2 separate regions of the Astyanax mexicanus genome follow, and region 1 is linked to region 2. A link is a contact called in public Hi-C data. All regions are on one chromosome and are shown on one strand. The core of a region is the stretch at or near the end of the contact, and the rest is flanking DNA. Distances in the headings are between cores, read along the strand shown.

What was found. Hi-C and Micro-C count contacts between places; a contact is called where the count stands out from the background.
Region 1: a Hi-C map of muscle shows a contact between it and region 2, with 8 times the contacts expected there. The contact joins the promoter of idh3g here to the promoter of pa2g4b in region 2. A contact is called at or near these places in 2 of 3 Hi-C or Micro-C datasets (both in muscle).

The regions. Positions count from the first base shown.
Region 1 is chr13:3,160,478-3,164,488 of AstMex3_surface, forward strand. idh3g (isocitrate dehydrogenase (NAD(+)) 3 non-catalytic subunit gamma) reads left to right here and starts at 2,178. Exons shown (of 14, transcript XM_022677160.2): 1 at 2,178-2,305; 2 at 3,631-3,678. The coding sequence starts at 2,225. It overlaps fam3a (FAM3 metabolism regulating signaling molecule A), which reads right to left and starts at 1,045. Exons shown (of 10, transcript XM_022677180.2): 1 at 720-1,045.
Region 2 is chr13:2,997,850-3,001,598 of AstMex3_surface, forward strand. pa2g4b (proliferation-associated 2G4, b) reads right to left here and starts at 1,455. Exons shown (of 13, transcript XM_022677161.2): 1 at 1,263-1,455. The coding sequence starts at 1,347. erbb3b (erb-b2 receptor tyrosine kinase 3b) reads right to left here. Exons shown (of 29, transcript XM_022677130.2): 29 at 3,445-3,749.

The DNA.
Region 1 (4,011 bases), core at 928-3,427, 160 kb after region 2:
TGTTTTTTGGATTAATTCTATGAAGTAACCAAAACTGTAATTCTAAAACTTTCAAAGTCAAAAGAGTCCTGGATCTTAATCTAACACAAATTTCTCTTCCAAAAAAACGCTTATATGGGTGAGTAAAGCGTTTCTGTTTATTTACAGTAAGCTTAGATTTCCTTTATTTGCCTGAAAAATCCAAGAAGAGAGTCTCCACCACGCTACTTTGGTATGTGGATACTCAAAATATGAAGATCAGACAATCAATAATGTCCAACCATCTGCGTCTCACTGCTATCAGAGGCAGCTCAGCCAATCAGATCTTCCTCCTGCCCCGCTTCTAAACCCATACATCACCCAGTGCCCCTCCCAAACGTTTCCTCTATTTTTTTTTAAAATCAGCAAAAATCAGGGGGGATTAAGTGTCCCTTCAAACACTTAAAGTAGCTACTTGCTAGCTAGCCTTAAGCTATATAAGCTAAACTAGCTAACTACTGAAACGCAAATAACTTAGAAGAGTTTTGTATGTTTGCAGTCTCTCTGTATGTCAGTCACGTCTGTAGCTTGGGTAGCTAGGGTGGGGAGTTTGCTCGCTAATGCTAATTATTCAGCTAACCTAGCAACCTTCACTCCCAACAGCTATCACCAGCACTAACGTTACCAGCGTTACTGTCTAATTCTAATATAACACCAGCTCATAAGCTCTAGTCTGCTAATAAAAATAAAGATAATCTCACCGTCTGAGAGCTGCTGAATGTCTCAGTAGTTCTATGGCGGACTGTAAGTTTCCAATAGCAGCAGAACAACAACAGATCAAGACATGTTTCCTCAGCACAGATCCTCCACTTCACACAGAAACAGCGTCAACAACACAGCAACATCCGCCGGTAAACTCGGTTAATCATTAACTAGATTAACTATCCAAATCCGAGCACTCGGTTCTACAGCTACAGGTAACGTTAGTTATTTCTACTGGAAGAACAGGACTGATTCGCATGTGAACGTTCCGCTTTAGACCGACAGCACTTTCGTCACGACGCGTGCGCTCCAACCTCGTGCTGGAAAAAAATTCATTCATTTTGTAGAACCGATTCTTACGAACGGTTCGTTCCAATGAACCGAATGTTTGATTCAGTGATTTGGTTTAGAGTGTTTTTTACTGAGATTATACACGGCAATGGTGTTTAAATACGTTTAATATCGCGGTCGTTTAAAGTTAACGTCAAATAACTATATATTACGCATACAACGGGTAAAGAATCAATATTAGGTTAGAAACAAAATGATTCACTTGTAGATTGAATCGGCTCAAACGATTCACTGAACGGAATGGTTCTAAAACCCGTTTTTTATTTTTATTTACTTGTTTAATTATTTTATTTTGTCAACAAGTAAAAAGAAAAATATTTAATTTAATGTTTCAAACCCAGCACCCTTTGTCATATAGAATTTATTTCCTGAATTTCACTATATCCTCTGAATTACAATCTCATTAAGAAATCAAAATCAAAACGCACATGGTTCTATATTGCTGTGTACTGAGATGGCCTTTTATTTGTGGCCTCAACAAACCTAGTAAGCTTTACAAAGTGGATTTGGCAGTAGTAACCTGTCATATAAGTGTCTGATGAAGGCAAAAGGGGAAGGATATATAAAGATGCATGTCAATAACTTATTGAAGCATGGGAACAAGATCCTATAGAAGGAAACTACTTATTAAAGCATGGAAATGAGCTCCTTATGCATGACGACAAGTTATTAAAGCATGGGAATGAAACTACTTATTAATGCATGAAAATGCCATGGTTAAATTTACTAGTAATCCATATAAAAACTGCCTTGCACACCTATAGGATCTCTTCCCACCCTTTAATAATTTGTTGCCATGCTTTAATAATTTGTTTAGATGCATTAGGATCTTGTTCCCATGTTCATTATCTTTTTAGGCCACCTCAACAAGGTAGAAAAAATAGTTTTTAATTTATTATGTTATTTTATTTGGATTTTTACATCAGGGACAGTGAATGTCAGCTGTAGTTGTAGTTTAGGAAGTTCAGTATCTGAGATTTTTGTTGTGCATTTTAGTGTGTTATGTTGGTTTAAGCTTTAGGTGTGGTTAAATGTCAGTCTCGATGCTATTAAAGTAACTGCTTCAGGGCACAGTGTTGAAAACACAGCAGTGGAGCACCCGCCCCGGAATCTGTTCCAACAAGTAGTTCAGGGTCTGAGACTCAGAGGAAACATGGCCACCTCCAGAGCTCTGCTGTCTCTCTCCAGATCTCTCCAGCCCGGGTGGGGAGGACGGCTGGGCAGCGCTGTGAAGGCAAGAAAAGATTTATTAAGATTTAGCTAATTAATTAGTGTAGTTACTGCTTTGATTAGTTAGAGATTATGTGGATAACCCACTTTATTACTGAGCTAGCTGTAGCATCTCAGTCTGACTGTAAGTTAGCATTTCAGTATAGCTTTTAATAAAAAGACTAAAAGCTAAAATAAAGTCAACAAGTATCCTAACCGAGCTCACAGAAATCTTAAGATGTAGCTGTAAAAACAGAAGAAGCGTGTGGAAATCTTAGAACCTGTGTGTGAGCTAAGGTTAAAGTTGTAAAAACATTAGCCATACTAGCTAACTAACTTGCTAACTGGCTTACCGTTAGCTCCTTCCTGAATTCCTGATAACCTGTTAGCTAAGCTAAGCTAACTAGCTGCCGCCTGCCTGATACTGACACTTCCACATACCGTCATTTACTGCTTTCACAAGGTCACACCAGTTCAGCTCAAATATAACTAAATCGTGTTTAATAGGATTTATAGCTTAATATAATATAAAATAGTATGATATTTCCCCCACCTAAACTACAATACAGCACATATAATATAATTATTATATCTATTTAATTATTTGGGGATACTGAGTAACGTTAAGTTGAGTAATGTGAGTAATGTTTGATGCAATCTCGTTATTTTGAGCTACTTAGTCATTCTTTTTAAATGTTCTCTCATTATTTTGAGTTGCCAAGTTGCTATTTCGAGATGATATCTCATTATTTTAAGATGCCAAGTCGTTATTTTGAGATATTTAGTCATTATTTTTAGATACCATCTTATTATTTTGAGATGCTATCTCATTTTTTGAGTGGCCAAGTCGTTATTTTGAGATGCCACGCTGTTAGTTTTGAGATGCTTTCTCGTTATTTTTGAGATGCTATCTTATTGTGTTGAGATGCCACGCTGTTATTTTTGAGATGCTATCTCGTTATTTTTGAGATGCTATCTTATTGTGTTGAGATGCCACGCTGTTATTTTTGAGATGCTATCTCGTTATTTTTGAGATGCTATGTTATTATGTTGAGTTGCCAAGTCGTTATTTTGAGATACCAAGTTATTATTTTGAGATGCGCTTGTATTATCTTGATATAGTCTTTAGTTTGAGATACTGAGTATTATTTTTTATTAGTAAACTAATTATTAGTATATAATGTCATTATTTTAGATGGCAAGTCATTATTTTGCGATGCTATCTCTTTATTTTAAGATGCTATCTCTTTATTTTGCGATGCTATCTCTTTATTTTAAGATGCTATCTCTTTATTTTAAGATGCTATCTTATTATTTTGATAAGATAAAAGCAATTTATTTTCTCTTCAGGTTTCTGGAGCAGCAGCCTCAAGTCGAAGAGATAAATCAACACACACTGTGAGTTTTAATGACACTTTAATATACAGAAGTGATAATAGACTACATAATAGGTAATAATGCCTTTTTAGTAGTTATAACTAGCTATTTGCTTTTATTTAGTCTTTATAGTGTTGATGTAAAGAACTTCGAATTGTTATTGTGTGTACAAAAGTTCAGTTTCTAATAAATGTTAAAAGTGGTTACTGTATTTGCCATGAATAAACGTTAATATTAATTTTGTTGCAGTAGTGTAGTCTTAAAATAAAAAAAAACATATTTTGTTTAGTGTCAATATAATAATTATATTGCCAATAATAATTATCTCATACATTCCTTGAAATATCGTGATTT
Region 2 (3,749 bases), core at 205-2,704:
TAGTGCAGTGTACAAAAAGTCCAATTTTAGTTCTCTCATCTCTGCCCCTCAAAATCATAATTTCAGGAAAAGATGATTAATGATATGATAATGAAATGATAATTCTCATTTTTTGCATAATACAAGTTGGATTATACAATCAAATTAGTGTTTGAAAAACTCGATAACTAAAAAATTGGTAGAAAATCAATTTCTTCATTTTAAATGTAGCTTGATACAGTCAGAAAATGAACTTTTAAACGTTACACTGACTATCTAAAAACGTAAAAATTCAGCAATGCACAAATCATTTTTAACGCTTTAAACTTAAAAAAAGGCTTTTTAAACTTTAACCTTGTTAAACAGCTAGCTAGCTTAACTCATCTACCAGACTAAAAAAACTTGTCCTTTGTAGGAAAATATGAACAACAAGCAAGTTTGTCCCTGCTTTTTTTAAACTAAAATAATTTAATTCACTTTAATATCAAAATATATTATATGGAGTACTCATCAAATAGTAGCTTTATAAACATGCTCTGGCTTTATGTCAGCACACGGTAGCAGGAATGCTAGCGGCTTCACTGGACAAAAACAGTTTGTTGTAGACAATTTGACAAAAATAAATATATTTTCTTTGCGTTCTTAGACAAATATTTAATGTAACTTTCCAAAACCAATAGAATATCCTGAATAAATAGTTGTGCACCATTTTTAATTTGACGTTTTAGCCGTTTAGCTCCATTCACTCCCATTCATTGAGTGCTCACTCGCGGGCGCCCTCTAGCGTTTGCAGTCATTTTGCGATATAACAGCATTAAAAGTTTATGGCAGTCTCGCCATAAAACCAGCCTGCACTCTAGCAACTCCCGCTCTGCTTCTCTACAGGCGCCACAGCGTGACTGCTCCATTATTTAAGGTGGACCGGAACACACACTGAAACCACACGCCAACTTTAGCTAGCTTCCTTAACGCGCGCGCTGCAGCAGCTGCTACTGCTCTCCACATGCACGCGCGCAATACTCCGCGCCATAGGGCTTAACTACAGCTAATCTGACACGTTCTAAGCGAATTCTCCACACCGTGTTCACACAGTAAAGCGGATTAATTCGGTTTAAACGCATAAACTCGCTGTGAACGAGCCCCGCTCTCTCTTATCCGAGTCTTTTCCGTGGGAGGAGGCGGCAGCGAGCGGGCGGGCAGACACATGGCCGTACAGGCGCTAAGTTCCACCGAGACTCGGCTCCACCGAGCGGCTCAAACCTCCGGCTTCCAGCCGCACTTACGGTTCGCTATGTCCGCCCCCATCTTGTACTTGGTGACCACCAAGTCCTCGGCGATGGTCTGCTCCTGCTGCTCGTCCTCTGACATGTTTTCTCTCGGCGGATCCGCGGACTGGAACTTTTCTCTTCGGGCTGAAGCCACGCTCAGATCCTCACACACGCGCTACCGATGCCCGACTCGGCAGGGAATCGTTCATATGAGTCGGTTCTTTTCAACACGTTCAAACCGACCGATCAAACTGATTCGCAACGGAAACCGAACGTCAGAAACCCTCCAAAAATAACAAAATAAACAGAGGAGTAAAAGTAATGTAATGAAATCCCCTATTTATAAGTACAGTATATTAATATATATTATATAATATATAGTATATTAAATAAATGTATAATAACTATACTGTATTTATTTAACTACTATTTAACTAATGAAGGTTATTAAGGTGTGGGAACGAGGTAATTAAATCGTAGCCATTAAGGCATTGCCACAACGTCCTTTTGCTTTACAGCTAAAAAAAGTTAATTTTAATAAATAATCTTGCGGTGATCCTAAGGTCACAAGGTCTTTTTAAGGCATGGGAATGTGAACCTAATGTGTAGAAACAAGATTATTAAGATATGGGAACAAGAAACTTATGCATAGAAATTAGATAATTTAGGCATGGGAACAAGATAATTAGGCGTGGGAATGAGATCCTTTTTACATTTTATGGAAATGCAGAAAAAGTATATTTAATGTGTACTTTTATAAAGAATATTATATAGAACATGTATATTAGATATTCTTTACCTAATTTTAACGTACTATCCGGCCGTGTGTACTGGGTGATTCACTGAGTCGACTCATCATCATTATATGTATGGCAGACTTGACATGCGAATCAGTGACTCGTTAGATTGGAAATCGGTTCAGTAAACTGAACAGATCTTCTGTACGCACGCACTACTAGGCCAATATGGCCGCGCACTGTACAGCCCATCAAAATAAAGGTCCTTCCACAGCGGATGGTCGAAGGTCAATATTCTTCCTAGGCTCATGCAGGCAGTTTAAACAAGAATCCTTCATAAATATTATCCATGTAACAGTAATATATAAAACTATAACGCGCTGGTGGAGAACAAGAGTGACTTTTGTGGTGAAAAAATATTGTAATTAACATATTTTTCTTTAATTGTATCCATTTCCATGTAATAATTTCTGGATTAATGCAATTAAGGACTATTGAGACTATTAAGTATTATTGATAAATACCTTTGATGTGTTATTTTTATTATAGTGAGTACAAATAGAATATTTGCTTCTTGATCAGTCTTTCTGGGTAAATATTTTATCCATAAAATAAAATATAAAAAATAAAACAAAACATGCCTTATTTAACAAAGACTTCTACTCCTACATATATAATTAATATACACTTAATATACTCTTGTTTTTCTGTACCTATCTCACCCGTTATATCAGTAAATGACTGTTGACCTGTTGAGTGAGCACAAATTGAATGGCGGTGAATGGAGCTAAAGGGCTAAAACTCTAATTAAAAATAGTAACTAAATACTTTTTTGTAAATTGTTTTAATTTTATAAAGTATATTGAAGCACCTAATTAAAATCACAAAGCAAACTTACATGTATGATGCTGGAGTTACAGCCAAAGCTTTTAAAATTGTGTATGTGGTGCTAAAATATTATTTTCTTTTGTGTTGAAAAAAAAAAAAAAAACTACATTTCCCAATATAAAAATGACCAAACATATATATTCTTTGATTTTGCTCAGTTGTTCCTTTAGGCTCACTCTTAAAAAATATAACAACAGTTCACTTGAGAATAAAGAGTGAAGCACAGAGGGAGGGAAAGGAGCATTTTCCACTCATAATCAGTTACAGGGCTGCTGTGATTACCGTCAGTTATCTACATTTATAACCTGCTGATTATAAATGCTGTAATGTTACAGTTGGATAATACAGTATCCAGATTTTGCCATGGTGGCATCTCTACCGCTGAATCCACAGCCCCTTCCCGGCTCCGTACTAAACACTCTCTGATTTAACTTAGTTTTGTAAAAAAAAAAAAAAAAAAAAAGGGCTTTAAGGACAAAAGCAAAAATAAATAAATAAATAAATACATGAACACATAAATAAATAAAAGAAAGAAAAAAGAAAGAAAGAAAAAAGGCAGCATGACACTATGATGTGAATTAGTAATGTGTTTATTACAGATCAACGTTCAGATATAGACATTAATTTACGATCGACAATCGAGATGGACATTTGTTTTCATTCACATTTAAGCTACAGTATGTATCAAAACTAAAATATGATGTCTAAATTTGAACACAAACACTTTATACAGTTTATATTTCACGCTTCATAGTATACTGAACACATAAAATATTCTTTTCCCCCCAAATAGTACAAAACATAATTACATATATAAAACATACAAACACTGAGTTCATAAGAAACTTCAAAATAAAGTCTGGACTTCATGCTCGAG